Regions from separate parts of the Sus scrofa genome. Here all the other regions are linked to region 2. A link is a contact called in public HiChIP or PLAC-seq data. All regions are on one chromosome and are shown on one strand. The core of a region is the stretch at or near the end of the contact, and the rest is flanking DNA. Distances in the headings are between cores, read along the strand shown.

Region 1 (3,410 bases), core at 318-2,817, 170 kb before region 2:
GTATGTTCTGTAATTTTCTTGTCTCTTCTCTCCATTTTGGAAGACGTTCTGAAAATTACTGCCCAACCCCCTAATAAATCTGGTAGTAAGGGCACCTTATCCTCGGGAGCTGCTCTGTTTTCACCCTGTTCCTATTCTCCAGCGCCCCACTCCGGCCATGGCCACTCTGCGGTCCGAGGAAAACAGCTCGAGGAGATAAAGGGACCCGGCTGAGGGATCCGGGGAATTCAGGCGAATAAACAGCCCAGAGCAACTCTGTCCCATGAAAGAGAATGCGACCCAATTATGTCATTTTAAATTTTCTAACAGACACAGTTTAAACAGTAAAAAGGAAGTGGTGGGAATTAATTTTAACAGTGCATTTTCTTTAACCCAAAAGATCTGATACATCTCCATTTCAACATATTAGCGATACAAAAACTCACTAATGAAGTATCTCGTGCTTTTTGGTGTCTTCACCATAAGGTATGTATTTTAGACCAAGCACATTTGGACTCACCCCATCTCAAGTCTGGAGAGCTGCAAGCAGCTAGTGGTGGCTGTGAGCTCAATTCAAAGCTGCCCCGCCCCCCAACCCAAGAGCATTCTCGTATCTTTCTGCAACTTGCCCCTGGCCATCTGGCCACCCTCCTGGCCCCACTCATCCTCGGTCCCTGTCAGCCAGGCCTCGCTGGGCCCTGCCCTCTCCGGCTTGATTTCCCCTCTTGGACATCAGTGTGTTACCAGATTTGCTCCGGGTTTAAACCCTGCGACAGCACTGGTTCCCCAGGGCTTGCCCCGTCTGTCTCTCCACCATTGCTGCTTCCGTGACTGTCACCTTTGGGCTCCACTTAAGATCCCAGCTTGAGACGTTCCCATCGTGGCTCAGTGTTTAACTAACCCGACTACAATCCGTGAGGGTGCAGGTTCCAGCCCTGGCCTCACTCAGTGGGTCGAGGATCCTTGTCATTAGCCTCGATGGAGGTCGCAGATGCAGCTCACATCCTGTGTTGTTGTGGCTGTGGTGTAGGCTGGCAGCTGCAGCTCCGATTTGACCCAGAGCTTGGGAACGTCCATATGCCACATGGGCCCTAAAAAGAAAAAAAAAAAAAAAAAAGACCCAAGCTTGGCTGCCCCAGCCTTCATACGTTGGGAACTGCCCAGCTGCCCAGCCTCTCCATCTGGCTAGAAACGCTTCAGTTGGAAGTTTTCCGGAATGGCCCGAAGGAAGTCCTCTCTGATACCCTGAGTCCTGGACATGACCTCCAACCCTGGGTGGGGTGAGCCTCCCATGTACACAGCCAGTTCTGGGTGTGACAAACTCATGCACAAGGTGGGCGGGGCTGCTGTTGGGGGGGGCCTGGGCTCAGGACGGCGGCATTGGTGGGGAGAAGGCAAAGCCAGGAAAGATGAGGCGGGGGCAGCAGGAGGCAGAAGAGGTGGCCCCGTGGAGGGGCCAGGGATAGAGAAGGAGGCCCAGGGCAGCCAGGAAGCGCCGCCCGCCCCGAGCCCTGAAGGCTGGCGTGGCAGGTGTGCCTGGTGACTCAGTCCTGGGCCCCTGCTGCCCTCCCGATGACACAGCTCACACAATAGCCCGATTGTATCACTGCCTTTAGCTGTGGCTTCCGTTGCTACCCAGGGACTCAGCCCAGGGACCTCTAGGGACAGAGAGAAACGGCTCTGAGAGAGGTCTTTGTGTCACACTTGCCTGCATAAGGGGCCGGGGTCACAGAGAGCACGGCTGGCCCAGGAGGGAGAGGCTCCAGGTTCCGCCATGTGCTTAGTTGCCTGGCCTCTGGGTGTCGCACCCAGAGGAAAGCTGATCAAATCAGAGTGCATTTTAAGTGGTTTCTCAGACAAAGACCCTTGAAAGTCTGAAGCTAAAGAGAGGCAAAGCCAGGTTCCAAGATACTGCAATGACTTTAAACCAAGTGAATAATTTTAATGCATTTACCTCTTTTTCCATTGTCATCGCGTGCAAAGATCTGTGTGGGGCAGCCCAGTGCCTTGGTTCTCTGGCATTCCTGGAGAAAACTTTGCCCCCTTCCAAAGCGGTGGGATTTCTGGATGTTATTGCTTATGCTCCTTGACTGCCGCCAAGAGGTCAGCACCCCATGTTCAGAAATAACCTAGGAGGTGTGGGCGTGACGTGAGGGTCATGCCTGGGCAGCTGTGGGGGCCACGACCAAGGGTCGGACTCCAGTCTGAGACACCAGCTTGCAAGGTACATCCCAGGTCTTGGCATCTCACCTTCTGCAGGAGCTGGAGAGGACCTTTAACCAACACTGTGCCAACAGCCTGAAAGCACAGCCTCTGTTCCAATTCCACCAGCCTGAGTTCCCTACTTTGTGACAGTCCCAGGGACATCAGCTTTGACCTCCTCATCAGTGCCAGGCCTCCAGCCCTGTCTCACCAATTCCTGATGGAAGCACTGGGTGACTGCGCCTGGCCCCAGGGCTGTCTCCTTAGCTCCTGGCAGACCCATCACCTCCTCCTCCACTCCAGAGGACATATCACCTCCCCTTCCTCTCTGGCGGACCCATCATCTCCCCCTCAGCACCCCACGGACCCACTACCTCCCCCTCCGCTCCCGGCTGCAGACCCATCACCTCCTTCCAGTGAGGCCATCCTTGCTGATGCCTATGCCCCCGGCCTCACTGCCCCGGGCAGGGACAAGTTTCCCTCGGCTTCTGTGGCCTCCCATGGGTGCAGGAGGCTCAGGGCGAGGCCTGAGGTATGGCAGATGTGATGCTCCCCATTTCCCTGCCTTCCCCTCCCACCTGCGCTGCCACAGGAAACTCACCTCCTGTGGCACATTCACAGGACAGTCCGAACCTAAATGCTAGCTGAGACGGGGCCCCCACCCTGGGTGGGAACTAAACCCGGGAGAAGTCCGTGAGGGGCACAGGATGTGAAACTTGGACTCTTCCCACCTTGTGGTTTTGGCAGGTGTGTGTGAGACTGAGACAGGACACAGGTCCCACAGCCCAAAGCCAAGGGCGTGGGGTTGGAGGAACCACCACTGACCACCCCCCACTCCGCCGACAGGCGAGTTTTGGTGGAAGAGGTTGAGGGTGAGGGGTATTTAGGGAAGGGGTTGCCCCCACCCATGGGGCAACCCTCCCCTCAAGCACCGCAATCTGAAGACACTGGAGAGCTGGACCTCGTGTCCCCAGGAGTTGGGAAGAGCAGGGATTTTTGGTCCTAAAGGCTGGAGCTTCTTTCCTGAGAGTGAATGAAGAGGTCCGACTGAGCAGGGGCAGTGGCACCAGCTGGGAGAGCAAATCCTCATTCCTCTTTGGAAGGTCATGCCAATGTGACTGAGGATGACAATGATCCCTTTGGTAGGTAAATATTTCTTAATCCTAGCAAGATTCTGAACTAGAGCTATAGATGTTTAGTGAAATTAAATTATAGCACTAATACTTTTT
Region 2 (3,861 bases), core at 703-3,202:
GACTGTTGGGGGCTGGCTGTGGGAGGGGGCTGGATGCAAAATAATAATAATAATTATTATTATTATTATTGTTATTACTATGGCCACTCTTGAGGTGTGCGAAAATTCCTAGGTCAGGGATTTAACCCTAGACACAGCAGTGACATGAGCCACAGCTTGGGATAATACCAGATCCTTAACCCACTGAGCAAGGCCAGGGATCGAACACGCATCCTCATAGACACTGCCAGGTTCGTAATGGCTTACTAAGCCACTGAGCCACAATAGCAGCTCCTCATTACATGTTGGTGGATTGAAGTACTCAAGGACTAAGAAGGCAAATATCCCCAAATGATAGGACCTGTGTTCCGGTAAAGGACTTCTGATCATTTCCTCTGCATCTTTGAGAAATTCTGTCGTTGAGTTATACTGGTTGAACAACTCAAAAATTGTGGCAGTGCATTATTTTCCTTTTCTTCAAAATTAGCTGCAGAAACATCAACTATAAAAATATCACATGGGAGGTTCCTGTTACAGCACAGCAGAAAGGAACCTGACTAGTATCCATGAAGATGCGGGTTCGATCCTGACCTCACTCAGTGGGTTGGGGATCCAGCGGTTGCTGTGAGCTGTGGTGTACGTTGCAGACATGGCTCGAATCTCACGTTACTGTGGTGTAGGCTGGCAGCTGTAGCTCCAATTCGACCCCTAGCCTGGGAACTTCCATATGCTACAGGTGCAGCCCTAAAAAGGAAAAAAAAAAAATCACATAAATGTTGGGTTTTCAGTTTACATGAACTGCTCGTGATGCTCCGTCCTGAGCGTCAGCTGTTATCATCTTCCTACCTTTGCTTACACATTTGTGATTTAACTTCTTATTGCATTTGAAACAAGCCAGTTCACAGATGAATCCAAAATGACAGCAGTGCATTTACTGCCAGGCGAGAACTACTTCTGAGCAAGGCCAAGAGATGCGAAGCTTGGTTCCCAGCCCAGCTCTGGAGGGCAGGGCTGCCCTGCATTCTGGGCACATGGTAAAAAGCAGCTGGTGGGGCCAGGTCTGGGGAAAAGTTGGGGTGAGAAAGTCCCAAAGGAAATGGGCAGAACTTCCCGATGTCTAGCCCAACATGGGGAGAGCAGGCATTCCTGGCTCACATTCTTGCCTCTAGGGACCCAGACACTTCTCAGCATCCCTGTTTCTTTCTTATAGCCAGGGATAATAAAACTATGTCACAGGGTTTAGTGTGTATGTCAGGATGGTGAAACTTGGGAGCACACATGTGTCTCCAATGCTGGGCACTCAGTGAGTGTTAAATGCCCCCTTTTTTTTTGTCTTTTTTTGGGGCCACACCAGCAACATATGGAGGTTCCCAGGCTAGGGGTCTAATTGAAGCTACAGCTACCGGCCTACACTACAGCCACAGCAACATGGGATCCGAGCCGCGTCTGCAACCTACACCACAGCTCATGGCAACACCAGATCCTTAACCCACTGAGCAAGGCCAGGGATGGAACCCGCAACCTCACGGTTCCTAGTCAGATTCGTTTCCGCTGTGCCAAGACAGACACTCCTAAATGCCCTTCTTTTTGCTGAAATAGGATAACATCGGGGATGTTATTGATCCAATAAATCCACACGCTGAGGTGGCTTGTAAAGACTTTGTGGAAATCTGAGATGCCCTACCTCTTACCCTGGTTCTCAAATAACCAGGCTAGATATTTATACCATAGCTGAGGCTGAGCCGGGGCTGTAGGCACTGGAAGTGTGTTTCCATAGCAGCCCTTCAGGGAGAAGCAAGCTGGGGGCGGGGGGGGGCATGCCCCCCACGGCCAGGTCAGCAGCTGGAGAGGCAGGTCCCACCCTGTGCCTCAGGCTCTGCCCGATTATCTAGTTGGCACAGGGCCTGAGGGTGCCTATCGAGGGCTCCCGCCCCCTCAACACACAGGCAGCTCCTGCTGAGTCAGGCTCGCTGACCAGCCTCACACAAAGCCTCCAGTTCATGGTGACTCTAGCACGGCTATTTTCACCCATCCTGTGTGATTACAGCAACGCCACAGTGACACTGGCAAACATGTGACAGGGGGTGAAACAAAGCATTCCTGGAAGCCAGCATGGCAGCAGGACTGTCACTGTCTCCCAGCTTCCTCTCCTCTCCCCTGACACCTAAGAAGTCCCCAGCACTGGGGGTGGGCGTAGGGGACTCCAGAAGACACCCTCCTTTGAATTTTACCCCTGGCACTTTCTGCCCATCATCTCGCCTGCTCCTCATCCTGCCCCTTCCATGCATTCTTCAATGGGGGGTGTCACTCTATGCGGGACAGTGTATACCTTAGTGGGTCCTGGAGGGACGACCATCAGATCTTTAAGGATTTGAAATGTCAGCTCCCCCCATTCATCTGTTTTAGCCATGTTGACATAAGGCTGCCTGAAAATTGCCTTTGAATCTTGTTCAAACATCCGAACCCTCCAGCTCATCATTTCTGGTGCCCGAGAGATGTCGGCAAACGGTGCCAATCAGATTCCCTGGGTGGTCGATTCCTCTGCACCCCGTCCTTTGCTAGGAATCTGCCTCAAGCTCCATACACAGAAAGAACCAAATCTTTGTCCAAAAATTCCAGGGTGTGTGAGCGCAGGAAAAGAGGTGGGGGGAGGTATCTGCTGATGACGAAATCGGCATTCCTCAGAGATGGAAGGTACTGTCTATTCAGTAGATGCCAGACGCCTGAGGTCATCCACTGTAAGTGGAGACAGCTGGGGTGTGGAAGGAGGAGGAGGGTAATTGGCTAAATTAAAATTTAGATCAGAGTTAACACAGCCACATGTGTGAACCTCACAATGCAGTCTTAAATGAGCTAAGGCTCTTGGGGATCAAAATCCTGTCTGTGCAGTATCTGCATTTCTCTATGCAGCCCCATCCTCACCATTCTGGGCCCTCCACCTCTGGTACCTGGATGGACTGATCCACCTCTCCCCCGGCGGGACCCCATCAGGCAGGGCACCCGCACCTGAGCAGACAGCGGAATCCCGATGAGGGGGTTCTTCATAAAGCACAGACTATCAGGCCCACCCCCAGAGCATTGTCATCAAATGCGCTGGGGACACACGTTTCTAACACCTCCCAGGTGGTGTCGATGCTGCTGGTCCGCGGACCACACTTTGAGAACCACTGGTGTATGTAACACAAGCGGTGAGTTCTCCCTAATTTCTATAAATCCAGTAGAGCTCGCTTCAGGGTGGGAAAGGAATTGCTTTGGCATTCAGCGGAGTCCCAGCTCTGCCGATTATCAGCGGTGTGAACCTGGACAAATCCTTTAACCCCCAGGAACCTGGTACTTACTCACCGCACGTGGGCATGAAACTCCCCTGCAGAGTGGCTGCGAGGATTCAGAGTCCACGGAGGCCCCATGGGCATTAGCTCAGAGGCTCTTTGCCCCCCAGACCTTGTACTTAAGCCTTGACTGGATTTAACCAAGTCTTCCAAACCCTCACTCCTAAGCCTGAGTCAGTGCTCAACAAACAGGCATCTGTTTCTGGGACATCTTGGCTGACTTATTTAGAGTAATATCGCCTTTTTGCTTTGGTTCCTATTTGACCTGACCAGCAAGTAATATAAGATTTTGCTTGCTGTAATCACCACGGGCTGTTTATAAGTGGGGTTTAGAGGAGATGGAACTGCCAATCACATTCAAGTCCAAACTTGACAACGCAGGGCTACATGCATGTGAGGGGTTGAGGACCATTGCTAGAACTCTGCCCTGGCTTTGCTGGGGTGGGGAGAGAAAGAGAGAGGGGAGGAGGGGGGGATATTTACCCAAACCCACCAGTACAGGGCCTGGGATCACAGTACAGACACAGGGAGAATTTCATATCAAAATGTCACC
Region 3 (3,790 bases), core at 445-2,944, 180 kb before region 2:
ACATTAGCCATAGATCTGTGGATAGAACCAAAAACCTTATTCTGCTTATTCTGCATCCTGTTTTTCAAAATACCTATATGCATAGCCAGTTCCTTAAATGGCTTTCTAAACCACCATTTTTATTCTGCAGGTTCTCCTGTTACAGATGTAATAGGTTTTTGGGTATTTTGGGGGGGGGTCTTTTTAGGGCCGCACCTGTGTCATATGGAGGTTCCCAGGCTTGGGGTCCGATCAGAGCTGTTAGCTACAGGCCTACACCACAGCCACAGCAACTTGGGATCCAAGCCGTGTCTTCAACGTACACCACAACTCAGAGCAACACTGGATCCTTAACCCACTGAGCAAGGCCAGGGATCAAACCTGCATCTTCATGGATGCTAGCTGGGTTTGCCATCCACTGAGTCCATGATGGGAACTCATGGAATATGTCTTTGACAGTATTGACTCAAGCTTCAGATGACACCATACTTTTGACCTATTGAAAGTTACACTCTGAGCCCTGAAAGATATGCAAAATATAAATGACAACTTCTGCCCTGCTCCAAGGGGGAGGGGGAGGGAGCAAGAAAGCAAAGGAGGGGGATGCAAGCGCTGGAAACATAGGGATATCTTCCGGAGCCTGAGTGTGGGGAGAGGCCCAGGCAGTGAGGAACTAGGACACCCAGGGCTCCAGGGTACTTCCCAGGATGGGTGGGTGCTGGGAGCCCCTCCCCTTAAGCCGCATGATCCCTGCATCAACGTGGACCTGGGTCTTGTCACCACCTTTAGGGCGGGTAGTCTAATTCCTGAGATACGGCCCCTGGGGGGCAGCAGACTGACACAATCAGGCTTATTTACCACTCGGCTCACAGTCCAGGGCAGTCGGTGGCTAAGGGCCCAGGGCCTGGGCTGCACATGTCACATAGAAACCAGACTCCTTCATCTGTGGCTCCCCCTCTTCCAGGGCCTCGGAGTCCTTGGCTGGGCCCCCCACTGCGGCCAGTGGACAGAAAGCTGGTGCCCCTCAATCACCCTGATTTCCTGCCCAGCACCAGGCCACAGCTGCTGGGGGCAGGGGACACTGAGGAGGAAGTGACAGGGTCAGGCCCAGTGTGTGCTCGGTGATACTGACACCAGGGCTCCCATAAACCACAAGCTTGAAGGGCCAGGAGAAGGGATCCACCCTCGAGGCAGTGGACCTGGAAGGAAGGAGCAAAGATGCTGCCTCTCGTTCCACAGACCTGAACTGTCCTGCCGCTGGAGTCCATCCAGGAGCCAGGCCGGCCCCGGAACGAGGGCCCCAGCCTCGCCCAGCTCGCATTCCGTACTTGGTTCCTGCTGAGCAGGACAGGGACCCACAGGCTCCCCGGTTCCTCGCTTGTGGATCTGGACAAAAGGCTCTCACTGAACCGCGCTGCTTTCCCTGGAGGAAACGGCTGCCCTTTGCTCCTGGTGACGCCTTTTGGTAAACTTCCTTTTGATAGAAGGACACAAAGCCCAACTTGTCCCAAACAGGCCCAGCAGAGGGGGCTCGGTGTCAATAGTGTCCTCTCCAGTGGACAGCGGCTCCTAATCTCCAAATGGCTTCAAGCGCCGCCAAGGTTAGCCTGTGATGGTTCTGAAAGATGTCGCCTCTGAGGTTACAAGACACCCCACTGCCTCCCATTGGCAGGGTTCCCGGGAGCCTCTGATCAGCCAAACCCCAGCTCTTGGCCTGCTTGGAATCTGCACCAGGGAAAACTATAGAGTCTTGCAGAATCAGGGGCTGGGTCAGAGGAGTAGCAGGTGCTGCTGGAGGCGGGGCTTTCAATGTAATGGACCCTGGGCAAGCGTCCCGGGCTTTTGTCTGAAAACAGAACTGCCGAGGAACCATGGGTGGTGGAAGAGGCCTTGTGATGTTGGAAGACTGGAAATCAGGCTGATTATAGGGACAAAGCAAGGAAACAAAACGGGAGGGAGAAGCTTCAGGGCAGAGGTCGGCGACAGCGAGGCTGGGCTGCAGGCCGGGTCTGACGTCAGCAGAGGGGCCGGCAGAGGCTGCAGTCCCATCACATTGCTCCCAGGGCTGCAGACCAGCTGCCTACCCGGCCTGGGACCATCTCTGCTGATCAGACTGAGAACATCAGAATGACCGGGGTCATGGTTGTACCGTTGTTCTGGGCTCCCCCAGACCAGAATGATCCCCGCTCCCATGTGCCCCTACAACCACCCCCATGTTTCTAAGAACAGCTGCCCGCTGCCTTCTCTCCTTTGTGTGTGTATGTGTCTTTTTAGGGCCGCACCCATGGCAAATGGATGTTGCCAGGCTAGGGGTCAAATCGGAGCTATAGCTGCCAGCCTACACCTCAGACACAGCAATGTGGGATCTGAGCCACGTGTACACAACAGCTGACAGCAACACCAGATCCTTAACCCACTGAGCGAGGGCAGGGATCAATCCTGCGTCCTCACGGATACTAGTCAGGTTTGTTAACCACTGAGTCACGACGGGAACTCCCTTCTCTCCTTTCTAAACGTGAGCAGCAGGGACCACATCCCTCTTGCTCTGCTTAGCCTGCCTTTTGGCTCAGTTAGGGTTGCACATGCAGCTGTGTGTTAGGGTCCTTTGGAGAAACAGAACCTCTACATATATTAAATTATAATACACACTAACAAATTATCTCTTGAGCCATAAGATTCTCAGGCTCCTCCCTAGACCTGTGGCATCAGACACTCTGGAGACGGCTTGGAAAGTGTCTACTCCTGACTCGGGTGACTGTGATAGTCCATAGGGTTGGCAACCGCTGACCAGGACACTACAAGCCTGGACAGATCAGTGGGCTTCTTGATGCCTAGAGTATTATTAGCAAGGGCTTCTGTACTTGTCTGATGCTCATAATTTCTCTGTAAAATACAGACATAATCTTTGCAAATGAAGATGTTGAAACCCCATAGGATTAAAATGACCTGGTGATTCCTAACTGTGATGCATGACAATAGAGCCCCTTTCTGCACTCCGCATCAGCCTTCAGGTTACTACTCCCCAGGGAAGCTCAAGCTCTCCCCCAGAGACTGAGGCCTGCATCCCCGGAGCCAGAGCAGGGCCTCCCTGGGGGCTGACTGCCTTGCCTGAAGGTCACTGCTCCTCCCAGAAGCAGCCCACACCTTAGGCTTCCAGATGACGATGACCTGGGGCTGTGACAGTGCCCACTCATTCCCTCAGTGAAGGGATATCCAGCTCAGAGCTCTGCTGGCAGGTGGGTCCATGCCCCCCTCACAGGCTGAACCTCATGCTCTCCTCCAAATCCCCCTTGGAGTGGGCCCCCAGTTAGGCCATTTCCTGTCTTTGCTCCACTCTTTGTAAGAAGATGCTGATATTGTCACTGTCAGTGGGACACCCCCACTTACCCTAAACATTCTCTAGAAACTTGAGCTCTGCTCAGTAAGTACCAAGGCCACTCCCACTGAGCAATAGCTGTTAAAGTTCACTGCCAAACACAAGTGAATTAGGCCAAGTATCTTAAGCAGATATGCTTGATATGTGTATGTGTGTATATATGTACATGTGTGTATATATATATATATATACACACACACAGTCTCACCTCTGTATCCACAGGTTCCACATATGCAATTCAAATAACTGAAGATCAAAAATATTAAAAAAAAAATTCCAGAAAGCTCCAAACAGCAAAACTTGACTTTGCCAGCTTGGGCAGCTGTTTACACAGCAATGACATTGTCTTAGGTAAAGTACATGGGAGGATGTGCCTGGGTAGACAGCATTTTATCTAAGAGACCTGAGCATCTGGGATGGAGAGGGATGACTGTC

What was found. HiChIP or PLAC-seq counts read pairs in DNA pulled down with a chosen protein or histone mark.
Region 1: an H3K27ac HiChIP or PLAC-seq map of skeletal muscle shows a contact between it and region 2. The contact joins two enhancer-like sites. A contact is called at or near these places in 1 of 47 Hi-C or Micro-C datasets (embryonic fibroblasts) and 1 of 2 datasets of contacts at active chromatin or transcription factors (skeletal muscle).
Region 3: an H3K27ac HiChIP or PLAC-seq map of skeletal muscle shows a contact between it and region 2, with 4 times the contacts expected there. The contact joins two enhancer-like sites. A contact is called at or near these places in 2 of 47 Hi-C or Micro-C datasets (embryonic fibroblasts and skeletal muscle) and 1 of 2 datasets of contacts at active chromatin or transcription factors (skeletal muscle).

What each region holds. Positions count from the first base shown.
Region 1 is chr3:49,050,599-49,054,008 of Sscrofa11.1, forward strand. No RefSeq gene overlaps it. Among named protein-coding and RNA genes, the nearest start is that of NCK2, 57 kb to the right of the region's middle. Within about 2 kb of position 1,568, at least 25 of the 83 cell types and tissues checked have an H3K27ac peak or open chromatin away from gene starts, as enhancers often do. A contact at or near this core is called in skeletal muscle, where this site is marked.
Region 2 is chr3:49,215,684-49,219,544 of Sscrofa11.1, forward strand. It overlaps a transcript of NCK2 not described here. Among named protein-coding and RNA genes, the nearest start is that of NCK2, 110 kb to the left of the region's middle. Within about 2 kb of position 1,953, at least 23 of the 83 cell types and tissues checked have an H3K27ac peak or open chromatin away from gene starts, as enhancers often do. A contact at or near this core is called in skeletal muscle, where this site is marked.
Region 3 is chr3:49,031,732-49,035,521 of Sscrofa11.1, forward strand. No RefSeq gene overlaps it. Among named protein-coding and RNA genes, the nearest start is that of C3H2orf40, 62 kb to the left of the region's middle. Within about 2 kb of position 1,695, at least 32 of the 83 cell types and tissues checked have an H3K27ac peak or open chromatin away from gene starts, as enhancers often do. A contact at or near this core is called in skeletal muscle, where this site is marked.